Regions from separate parts of the Triticum aestivum genome. Here region 1 is linked to region 2. A link is a contact called in public Hi-C data. All regions are on one chromosome and are shown on one strand. The core of a region is the stretch at or near the end of the contact, and the rest is flanking DNA. Distances in the headings are between cores, read along the strand shown.

Region 1 (6,526 bases), core at 160-2,659, 760 kb before region 2:
GTTAAAAAGACGCCCATCCCCGTCCCCTAATAGAGTAAAAACCCGCGGGACGTGAGTTTCGGGGCCCTATTGCCATCTTGAGGTGGAACAGGCCACAAAGTCCGAAACTGACCAAAGCCTACGTGCTCTTCTTAGAGAAGAAGAACTAAAATGGGCCTTGGGTGCTAAGGTTCTCAAGGTTGCCCAAGGGAATGACAATACACAATTTTTTCACATGATCGCGAACGATAAACATATGAAGAAGATAATCATCCAGCTTTAACAGGACGAGGGGACCGTGGTGGGTCATGAGAACCTCAAGTCAAATATCTCCAACTATTACAAACAACTTTTCAGGCCGCCGGTTGAGAATAAGGTCTCCCTAGATGAGTTTGTATTGGGAGATATCCCTCAGCTACGAGCGGATGAAAATGAGATTTTGTCTGCACCGTTCACTGAGAAAGAGGTTTTCGATGCAATTTCTCAAATGAAACCAAATAAAGCACCGGGACCAGACGGCTTCCCTGCAGCGTTTTACAGGAAATGTTAGCATATTATTAAGGGATAATTGATATTGTGCCCTTAGTTGCGTCCCACTCGACTGATTTGCCCTTAATTTTGAAAAAACCCGTGGTCCTGCCCAAGTGCGTTTGGTCCTCTTATGTTTTTGCCCTTCAATCCCAATTCCGTCCGGTCAAAGGCAGTTGACTATTTGGGAGACCATTTTTTGGACCATTTTTTCCCTTCCTTACAAGTTTAGTTAAAAATCAAAGAAAAAAGTTACACTTACATGTGGGACCCAATTAAATACAATAGAAAAAAGCCTTCCCTCTCTCTTCCTCATGGGACCCACACCCCCACCCACCTTCCTATCTTCTTCCTCCCCCAACTCCTCCCCGACCTCCATCCCGGCCATGGCACCCTGAGCCTCGCCACCGGTCGCCTGTCCCTACCCGACCTCCATCCTGGCCGGATCCAGTCTAGTCGAAGCCTCCATGCCCCGCGCCGGTCCGGCCTCCCCTCCATCGCGCTGCCGAGCCCCTGCCTTCATGCCCCAAGATCTGCGTCGCCATCCCTGGATCCACCTTGTCTTGGTGGCTCCGGCGGATTCAGCCGCGGGAGGCTCGGGCCTCCGGGCACCTACCTCGGCCACCTAGCTGGATGACGACCTTGGCGACGTCGCGCGACGCAGCGCTCCGGCGTGGCTGTGAGGCAGATAGGCGAGGTGCAGGTGCTCCGGCGACGGGAACGATGAGGAACTGCGGGGATCTGGACGTGGCCGAAGCGGGGCGGATAATCCGGCGATGGAGGCGAACTCATCTGTTCGCCGTCGACTTGCCGGAGCGGCGAGGTGGTTGGGGCTTACAGGAGCTCCAGGAGGCTGGCGCTCGCGGGAGCGGGCATGTGGCCGCTCGACTGCGATGACACAACCGGGCCAGGAGGGCCAAATATGGGCCATGCGGGTCGCGGTGGTGGTGGTTGGCTGGGAAGTTCCAAGCGGCAAGGGAAAAATGGTCCAAAAAGTTGTCTCCCTAATAGTCAACTGGCTTTGACCGGAAGGAATTGGGACGGAAGGGCTAAAACATAGGAGGACCAAACACACTTAGACAGGACCATGAGTTTTTCAAAATTAGGGGCAAATCAGTCGAGTGGGACGCAACTAAGGGCACAATATCAATTATCCCTATTATTAAGGATGATCTTATGCCTATGTTTCATGATTTCTTTAGTGGTCACCTGGAACTGTTTCATCTTAACTTTGGTTTGATTATGCTTTTGCCAAAGAAAGAAGAAGCGGTCCACATCAAGCAATTCAGGACGATTTGTCTTCTGAATGTGAGTTTCAAAATATTCACGAAAGTGGGTACTAATATACTGACACAAATCGCTCATTCGATTGTACAATCGAGTCAGATGGCTTTTATGCCGGGAAGGCATATCCTAGAAGGGGTTGTTGTCCTCCATGAAACTCTACATGAAATCCATTTGAAGAAACTAGGCGGGGTTATCTTCAAAGTGGATTTCAAGAAGGCATACGATAAAGTTAAGTGGCCTTTCCTTCAGCAGACAATGCGTATGAAGGGTTTTAATGAGACATGGCGGAACCAGCGGATTCTCTTGTCCAAAGAGGTAGTGTCAGAATAAAGGTTAATGATGATATTGGACATTATTTTCAGACTCATAAGGGCTTGAGACAGGGGGATTCGATGTCTCCTCTCTTGTTTAATATAGTGGCTGATATGTTGACCGTTCTGATCGGTAGGGCCAAAGAGAACGGCCTAGTTGGTGGACTTGTCCCACATCTAGTCGATGGGGGAGTATCCATACAATATGCCGATGACACTATTCTTTTCATGGAGCATGACATTGCAAAGGCTCGGAATATGAAACTAGTGTCATGTCTCTTTGAACAATTGTCGGGACTAAAAATTAATTTCACAAGAGCGAATTGTTCTGCTTTGGTAGGGCTAAAGAGGAACAAGACACATATAAACAATTGTTCGGATGTGAATTAGGTTCTAAGCCATTCAGTTACTTGGGCATACCGATTCATCATCGCAAACTTTCGAATAAAGAATGGAAATGCATAGAAGACCAAATTGAGAAAAAGCTTAGCTGCTGGAAGGGCAAGCTAATGTTGTATGGAGGTCGGTTAGTGCTTCTTAATTCAGTATTAACTAGTATGCCGATGTTTCGGTTATCTTTCTTCGAAGTACCCAAAGGGGTACGGAAGAAATTAGACTTTTTCCAGTCTCAATTTTTTGGCAGTCAGATGACGCCGAAAGGAAATATCGCCTGGCGAGATGGGATATCATCTGCCAACCTAATGACCAGGGAGGCCTCGGTATTGAGAACCTGGTAATTAAAAATAAATGCCTCATGAGTAAATGGTTGTATACGTTATCAGTAGAGATGGAGGGTATGTGGGCACAGATCCTACTCAACAAATACTTGCAATCTAAAACTCTTGCCCAAGTGACCGTGAGACCTAATGATTCACCTTTCTGGAAAGGGCTTATGGGAATGAAAGATTTGTTCTTTCGTAGGGGAAAATTCTTGGTTTGTAATGGAACGACAACAAGATTTTGGGAGGATACGTGGTTAGGGGAGACATCTCTAGCCATACAATATCCCACCCTTTATACTATTGTACAGTGTAAGGAGGATTGCATGGGAATAGTATTACAATCGATACCCTTAAATTTCCATTTTAGGCGATATTTAGTTGGGGAGCGCTGGAACTCCTGGATGCACTTTGTACGGAGGCTGATGGAGGTTCAACTTTCCGACCAACCAGATTCGTTTCACTGTAAGTTAGCTAGAACGGTGTATTTACGGTTAAATCCATGTATGTGGATCTAATTAATTTTGGCCCAATCCCGAGATCGATACATATCTGGAGAGTTAAGGTTCCCTTGCGTATTAAAATCTTTATGTGGTTTGTCCACAAGCAAGTGATCATCACCAAAGATAATTTGTAAAGTGACAATGGGTAGGCAGTGCACGATGTTGTTTTTGTGATCACGATGAAACAATACAACACATATTCATAGATTTCCCTCTCGCGAAATTACTTTGGTGAACGATCCATATAGCCTTTAACATTATTCCTCCAGTTAGCATTGAATCATTATTTGGGACATGGTTAGCTGGAGTACATCATATACCACGTCTCGTATTCGGATTGGAATATGCATGCTTATTTGGGCCATATGGAACTGCAAGAACGACATGATTTTTAACAGACAACACATCTTAAATTTCTTGCAAGTCATTTTCGGAGCTACGACATGGATCCGTACGTGATCCTTACTCACTCCTACAGACTCCAGGGAGGCTTTGGTTACTGGGTGCAACCAGTGCGAGATGGTAGCACGGGCTATATTCAACCGGTTTGGATGGCGGTCTCATAAGAGGACGGGAGGGATCTTGTCCTTTTATACATACCGGCTGTGGTATTGAGTTATGTATTTTTTTGCTCCGCTTGCGAGCTGTAATGATTATAAGACATTGTGCTTTTTTCGAGACTTTTAATAAGATGACTGCATGCATTGCTCAGATGCAAAGGCCGGGGGCAAGCCTCCTTTTCCAAAAAAATGGTTGTGCTAGAATTACGTGTCTAGTACTGACTATTTCTAAGTCAGATGAGAAATGCCAATTTCTTTTTTGAGGTAAACTATCAAGTTCTCTGCCTTTTCATTGAAGATTAGGAAGGTACACGTGAGGGATAAAGTGCCAAAGGAAGAAAAGAGCAAGAAAAACCTAAAAAAAGATCCAGTTGCATAATGCACTAGCTGTAAAAGCTCGAGCCTAAGGCACGGGAAAAGCAACAAAGAGCAATCTGAGGTCGGCATCAATCATGGCCTGAACGATGTTCGTGTTGCTAGGGGAATTGGTGAAGATCCTTCTGTTTCATTCTAGATATGCCAAGCAAAATACTCCACAACCGTCGCGTTGTCCTTTGAAGTGGTAACGATGGTGGACCACTAGTACTCCACTGAGTCGGCTGCATAGAGTCTGAGCATGAGCAGTCTTAGGGCGAGACTACTGGAGCAGAGACGTGTCCAAATATCAGCAGCAAAGGGGAATTTGGCAATTAGATGGATTGTTGATTCAGTCTGATGTTGCAAAGGGAGCAGTTGTCTTCATGGGTTCAACCTTTAGCTCGCAATCGAACCGCAATAGGCAAGCAACCAAAGGAAGAATTGGATCTTTCATTCAACCTTTAGCTTCCAGATCCTAGCAAGGCTGGGCTTTTCAATGCGCCCAATGAACTGGCAGTCATAGGTCGAGCTTGCACTGCACATGCCATTTGAATTCCATGACTAGGCAATGGTGTCTGGCGCATCGATAAGTTGGAACATTAAACCACTGTTCCTAGTAGCCCTTGAGACTCAGGTCGATGCGCGAAATCGGCCCGAGGATCAATTCCTAGCTCGGCAGCATACATAGGAATAGAAACGCAGTGTAATATATTAGAGATAATAATAGTGATCAGCGAACGGGCCCTTGAGAATGGGTTTTGAGAAGTTGCCGCAATATATTAGCTTGACGCCAGATAGGTCTAGATGGTACCTATTGTTGTCCGAAGACGCGTTTGCCCGTAGTTCGGTCAAGCCGAACACTAAGCACTTTGAATTTTCTGCATTGAACAGGCAACACAGTAGCCCCAGAGACACTGGTTGGGTGGCAACACCAGATCAGGGGATCGATGTGCCCCTTTAATATTTATAAATAATGAGCGCCAAGCCCAGTAGCCCCCGAGCCTTAATGTGGGCACGAGTGGCTGAATTAAGGATCGATATCCAAAGTAAAATCACAGATTATGTGTAATGATTCTATGTATCCAAGTACTCTACATCATTAATGCTCGAATCCGTATTGTAGAAAACTTTGTTGACCGACCATCGGCTTCAACCCCTTCAGCCAGTAGTCGAGGAGTGTTTTCCTACTTTATAAAGCCGTTTATAAGGGCAAAGATTTATGGAAAACAAGGCAATCCGGCCATACGGTTTTATAAACAAAGGTACACGGAGAGATGTGTTATATTACTTAATGTAAGAAACATCTTCCAAGGAAAATAGTCCCGCTATCGGTTCCTTTCTTTGGGTCGTGATGCTTATCATGATCATGAAACCTCACCTCCAATCAATGTGGGAGGAAAATATTGAGGGTTTAGGTAGGGGAAAGTTCCCGAATTCTATGGTATTAATGAACAAAAAAATTCACTTCAGTCGTTGCCGACCAATGTGATCCTTTAAGATTGCTAGCTTTCGGCTTCACCCAGTCTGAGGTACTAACTCAGATGACCCGGTAGTAACAATCACAGATGTCGGCGTTCTGGGAATGGGGGTCCCCAGACTTGCCTGCCTGCGACCTGCGGTGTGGCTCGAGCAGTGGCCCATTATGGCCCATCTTCATCAACTCAAGCTTAAGACCCTCGCGAGGGGCCAAGCCTCGCGGGGCGGACGACAGGAAGCTTCCTCAGAAGCGGCCTCGCCAGGCAAGCTCGCGAGGAGGCGGAGAGATCAAGGCAAGGGTACCTCGCAAGGTGCCCGTGACGCAAGCCATGACGACCAAGGCCAGGCGAGCGCCAGGCAGGCGCCGGCCTGCGCAATGTCCTTGTTTCCTCTTTGGTGAAAAGGGAGCAAGCACAGGCCAAGGCATCAGGCAAAGGCTACCATTTCGGTGCAAGAAGACCAAGACCAGTAGGGCGGTAGGATGGAGGTCACCGTGGAGCCCAAGACGACGTCATCGTCAGAGTCTTTGGAAGTCGAAGACCAACTTTAGTCAGGATAAGTGTACTAGATGTTCCCCTTCAAAATGACCGTTGTTAGTGCCCTTCCCGCTCAATATTTGGGAAGAGGACCAGGGCCTCTATAAATAGGACTAGCCATTCTCAAGGCAGGGGAGAGCAATCGAACCTTAGCCAGAACCACCCACACCAGCACAAGAACACCCCTCGCGAGGCTACTCTTCCTTTGTATTGTTCATCATCATCCCCTCAGGCAATCCACACACAACGCACTGGAGTAGGGTATTACAC
Region 2 (5,947 bases), core at 80-2,579:
TGTGTTATGCATGTCAATAAATAAAGTACTACATGATACTAATATATGATACTCTCTTCATTCCCTTATACAAGGCTACAAACTCAAATTACATGTACCAATGTAAAATTTAATGACTGCTTTATAAGTCAATTATTCTTTTCGTTAACCGGGTTCATTAATACCCCCGCATGCATGCAAAGAAGGCATGGGAAGGAAGTAGCACAATGTCATTATGGCTACATGCATACAAGTATTAAACAAGTTGATAGTACGAGAAACATCATTAATTTTTGCCTCGATTACTGTTAGTGGCCTTATATAGATGCAAATTTTATTTTTCATAGTGGCCTTGTATAAGGGAATGGAGGGAGTACTATGCATTAGGGAGGTAGTATCATACACTAGTATCATATGCATGATACTAGTATATGATACTCCCCATTACAACCGGCTTTAGAATGATGCACCCACTCATATCGGGCCATGGGATTGTTTAAGACTAGCCACAATGGAGAGTAACATACACTAGTAACATACACATATCCCTAGACTATATTACTACCTCAATAGTGGGTAATAACATGAGTGTGATAACATGCAAAGCTTCATTTATTAGGTTATAGACTCATGTTGCATTGGGACATGTGATGTTACAGTAATTAGCTAAGTTACTAGTACTATATCTCTCATCATTAACTCGTTGCCACATAAACAAATTTGCTGAGTTGGACTCGATATTATTACCGAAGTTACTCCCACAGTGGCTAGTCTAAGAGATCTCATTGTTTAAGGATGCCCGATGGCCAGGGCCCCTCTCACATGGCTCGGATTAGTATACTCGTCCGCTTCTCCCGCGTGGAACGCAGGCAGCGAGACTCGGGAGGGAGGACAGGACAGGGATCGCAGCCTTCCCACGCACGCAAATGCTTCCAAATATTTTTACTAGCAATTTGCCAAAAAAACAAATCAGAAAGTTTTATTGTTTTGCGTTCAACAAACAAATCAGATTTTACCAGTAGCATCATCAACGGCAACTGTAGTGTACAGTCATACCATCATAGTACACCCGTGCTCCAAGGCCGGCTTCACGCGCACATGCCCAGCTTATTAATCCGTTGTCGGGGGGCACCATCAGACATGAAGTGACGCTAATCTATAATCAAGCCTTACACTACGCTTTGCACAGCGTGCTTCCACCGACTGACTGACACTTGGGGCCCGCCGAGCATGGCCGGTGTCGCCGTGCCCATACGTGCGGTGCCGGGCCTCGATAGTCAAACCCTTGCGCTTAAAACAACCGGTTTGCAGCGCCAAAGCAGCTGCCATTTCGCCACGCTCCAGAAACCAGTCCCCTTCCCCACATTAACACCCGCCCTCAAAGTCACCTCCGAACCGCAAATCCCCACTGCATTAGTCAACAGTGCCACTAATTAACCCCCGGTACCGCCAACAGGACAATCCTCCATACAAAGTGGAAACAAGACCCCTCCCCTCCTCTGGTCATTGTTGACCCTGAGGAGAAACAAACAACCAGACCCATGCTTTCGTCCCCTCCTTGCTCAATCCAACCCGGTCACCGTCACCTTAACCTCACTCTCACTGCTGCTGCTGCTGCACCAAACCGCTCTGCAGCTTCTGCGCCGCTAGCCAGAGGCCAAAGCTTACAGCTGCTCGATGGTCCTGCGGGGGGTTTGAATGCCTGATCACTGCGTCGCTGCGGCCTCCTTTTGCACCTTCCCTTGTGTCGCGCTCGGGAGCTTTAAGCGCTAGCTGCCGCCGCTGCTGTGCTCTGCTGACCACGTACGTACGTGCCCCGCCTGCTGCTTGTTATAGCGTCCCCGGATACGAGATTGCAGCATATCCATTATCCAAGCACGGCGATAGAGCCTCGAGCTTGGAGATATATAGATGGCGGTGGTGGTGGCGGGGGGTGGCGCTGGCGGTGGGGGTGGCAGGGCGCGAGGGGAGCAGCAGCCGAGGACGCATTGGCGCGAGCAGCAGGGGCAGCGGAGCCCCGACATGGCGGCGGTGCCCAGGCCGCCGCGCCCAAGGCCGGGACCGGCCAGGGTCGCCGTCGTGTACTACCTGTCCAGGAACGGGCAGCTCGAGCACCCGCACTTCATGGAGGTCGCCCTCTCGTCCCCCGACGGCCTCTACCTCCGAGGTACGCCGGCCGCGTACCGTCTGCTCATGGCGCGTGCGTCTTTCTTGTTTCGTTCTGCACTACACTGAGCGTCATGTGCTATTGTTGCTTGCTGTATGTATGTATGTACTGTAGATGTGATCGATCGGCTCGACGCACTGCGAGGCAAGGGGATGGCGCGCATGTACTCATGGGCCTCCAAGAGGTTTGCAGTTCGGCTTAAATTTTGATTAGTTCATCGGCGATGCGCAAGAAGGGCATGGAGGCTCTGGCGCTCTGTCATGCATTCTGCCATTGTTTGCTGATTTGCGGTGTTGTTGCACTGCGCAGGAGCTACCGGAACGGGTTCGTGTGGCACGACCTGGCGGATGACGACTACGTGCACCCGGTGGGCGGGCGGGAGTACGTGCTCAAGGGCACCGAGCGGCTGCACCCGCCGGCGATCCACCTCCCGCTGCTCGACGCGGCCGCGGCGTCGTCCTGCTCCTCCGGCTCCCAGGACACGACCACGTCCTCCTCGTCAGGCTGGGAGCACGCCCAGAGGAAGGGCGTCGCCGGCGCGTGCGGCACAGGTGAGCTCGGCGAGTACAGGGTGTACAAGGCCGAGGACCGCGCCGCGGCGGCAGCGGACGCGGCGACGCAGACCGAGGACGGGCACCGTGGGCGGAGCCGCGGTCACCAGAGGCGCGCCCAGGAGGAGCTGAGCCGCGAGGAGACGTCGCCGCCGACGGCGTCCACGAGCCCCGAGACGCTCGAGGCGCTGATCAAGGCGGACGGCCGCGTCCTGGCGACCGTCCCCGGCGGCGGGAGCAGGGCCCGGGCGTCGTCCGTGCTGATGCAGCTCATCTCGTGCGGGTCCGTGTCGGTGAAGGGCGGGCTGGCCACACCGGTGATGCCGCGCGGGGTGCACTACCGCCCACGCCCGCCGCGCCCGCCGGCGCACGCGGCCGTCGCGGCAGCCGAGACGGCCGTCTACCGGCAGAAGGTGGTCGAGGACAAGGAGTACTTCAGCGGGAGCCTGGTGGAGACGCAGTGCTCGGCCGCCGACCCGTGCCAGGACCTGGCCGTCCTCCGGCGGTCGTCTTCCTACAACGCCGACAGGTATAACACCACACTCCTTGCCGACCATCAATGCCGATAAGCACGCACCCAACAAATTAAACCGGCACCACCACTATTCGGTTCTAGTTAGTGACTACCAGCAGCTTGTCATTCCAAAGCTTTTTGGCCGTCGTTAATGGCGGTCAGTCGGGCACTGTTTCATTGATTCGTCCTGCCGTAGTGGCAGTTAGTTAAAGGCACTGCGAAAATTCCACTCGGGGTACTTGATCGGTGGTTACATTCATAAATAGGAATAGGTCTCACGGAGCTATCGCTCACAAGTCACAAACAGAACGGATCGGTCGATCCAGAATGTCAGGGACGCGCCTTGAATTCTCGGCTGGCACGGGCCCGTGCTGGCTCGCGAGCCAGCACCAAATCTTGGAAGTGTTCTTGGCGTGAGACACGAGCCATTGCTGAACTTAATTAAGTTTTGGATTTACACTTGGTTCAGAGACATGAGCCCGTGACTCCGGTACAAGTGCATAGTACGTAGTAGCACCCGGTCACTGCGCAGTAGTAAGTACGTAGTAGCACTGGTAATAATCCGAGGGACCGAGTAAGACGTGAAGCCATCAATACATTATTAGGACTACTACTGCTGCTTTAAGCAGGAGTAGTAAGTTGGTACAATCTACAACGTGAGCTTGTAATGAGTACTGTTCAAGTAAGCGCCTCTGTCAGGCATTGAACTCCTCCGGCTCAACCGGGGTGTGGCCCAGGGGAGGGAGCCCTTGAGCCATACATGCGGCGCTCTTGTACAAAGAAGCCGATCTTTGTGCCAAGTACTCCGCCGCGGATTGTGCTGTACGAGAGTCGTGATGATGGAGGGTGCGAGAGACGGCGATGCGAAATGATAACTGCTTGCGACTTACTGTACTATTTATTCTGAATATGTGATGGTGGATGGCAGGGCGCAGAAGGCGGAGGAGGCGGTGGACCTGCACGACCGGTGCATCCCGCGGAAACCCAAGAGCAAGAAGGACGGCTACCAGGTGATCTCCTGCACCGCGCACGCCAGCGGCAAGAGGATCGGGGCATGAGTGAGCGAGTTTGGTTTGACCGTGGAGGCCGTCGTCGGTTCATCATCTGCGAGATTGCAACATATATGTCCTATGATGTTATTTGGGTGGCCGTGGCCGGGCTCGTTTGTGGTTTGTCTGGAGCTTGGGTGAGTGTGATTCGGTCGGCTGTCCGGTTCTGTTCAGCTGGCTGGTATATCTGGGTGTAACATGAAACAGTATTTGTGATGAACAGTACATATGATGGCTTGCTCTTTCGCTGTGCTCAGTAGTACATCTGTAGTTGCTATTCGGTGTGGTCACATGAACCTGGATGACATTCTGGCCAGCCTTCCTGCTATGCGGACATCCTTTCCGATGAAGTACCTGGGCCTTTCCCTTTCGATCTGACAGCTCAAAAGGGTTGACTTTCAACTCCTTGAGGATAAGGTTGCGGCGAGGTTGCCCCCCTGGCAGGGGCGAAACATTACCACGATTGGGCGGGCGGCCTTGGTGAAATCGGTCCTCACCTCACAAGTCGTCTACCACATCACCCCGCTCACAGTCCCCCCTGGTGTGCTGAAAAGCATCAATAAGATTGAGCGGGCATTTTTGTGGTCAGCTAGCGACACAGCTACAAGAGCAAAATGCAAGGTCAATTGGGAGACAGTCTGCCGCCCTACATAGCTCGGTGGGCTTGGCATACTCCACTTAGGGAAATTTGCGAGAGCTCTCAGACTGAGATGGCCCTGGATGGCATGGAAGAACCCGTCTAAGTTGTGGGTTGGCCTGGGCATCCCATGCTCCGAGGTGGATATGAACCTTTTCTACGCATCCACGGTCATCACCTTGGGCAATGGAGGGAAGACACCTTTCTGGGAAGCGCCATGGTTAGGAGGGAAAAGGCCAAAGGATATTGCCCCACTCATTTTTGCGGCATGCAAGCGAAAAAAATGGTGCGTGAGGGAGGCCATGCGCGACAAGGCTTGGGTGCACAAGATTAACCCTTTTACCGACCTCACGGTGGGGCACATTGTCCAGTTTGTTGATCTCTGGGTGCGGCTCCTAGGCATACAATTACAAATGGACGTTGACGACGACATCACTTGGAAATTTGAGGCAAATGGAGAATACTCGGCAGGCTCTGCTTATAGGGCACAATTCTTGGGCTCCACCTCTACAGTCATGAACAAGACCATCTGGAAGGTTTGGGCGCCTCCCAAGGTCAAGTTCTTCTCATGGTTGGCCATCCAAAACAGGATATGGACTGCGGATAGGCTGCAGAAGAGGGGTTGGGAGAATTGTGGCCTATGCGCCCTTTGCAGGAGGGCCAACGAGACATCCGGTCACCTCTTCTTTAAATGCCGGTTTACCCTGCGTATTTGGAGAATGGTCAAAGCATGGCTTGGACTTGGGGCGCTGGAGATGAATAGATGGGGGACGGAACGCAACATCAAGTGTTGGTGGACAAGCATGTCCAAACCAAATACAACAAACAGGAAGGCCATGGCCTCACTCACCATGCTTGTATGTTGGGTCATCTGAAATGAGAGAAACGCTAGAGTCTTCCAGAAGAAATCGACGCCGCCACACTACATTCTAAAACTCATCCAGGAGGAGGCCAGGACGTGGGTCACCGCAGGGGCTAGACATCTGAGCATCATCATGCCGCGAGAGTAATTCGTTTGCACCTCTTGTTGATGGGCTATGTTGTAAAGCC

What was found. A called contact is a pair of places that touch in the nucleus more often than the background predicts.
Region 1: a contact with region 2 is called in a Hi-C map of leaf, with 6 times the contacts expected there. The contact joins the enhancer-like site here to the promoter of LOC123071353 in region 2. A contact is called at or near these places in 3 of 5 Hi-C or Micro-C datasets (leaf and root) and 1 of 1 datasets of contacts at active chromatin or transcription factors (leaf).

What each region holds. Positions count from the first base shown.
Region 1 is chr3B:628,548,199-628,554,724 of IWGSC CS RefSeq v2.1, reverse strand. No RefSeq gene overlaps it. Among protein-coding and RNA genes, the nearest start is that of LOC123071355, 72 kb to the left of the region's middle. Within about 2 kb of position 1,409, at least 8 of the 8 cell types and tissues checked have an H3K27ac peak or open chromatin away from gene starts, as enhancers often do. A contact at or near this core is called in leaf and root, where this site is marked.
Region 2 is chr3B:627,792,012-627,797,958 of IWGSC CS RefSeq v2.1, reverse strand. LOC123071353 (protein SOSEKI 4) reads left to right here and starts at 1,329. Exons shown (of 4, transcript XM_044494894.1): 1 at 1,329-2,146; 2 at 2,261-2,330; 3 at 2,456-3,226; 4 at 4,140-4,500. The coding sequence starts at 1,891. The coding sequence ends at 4,269.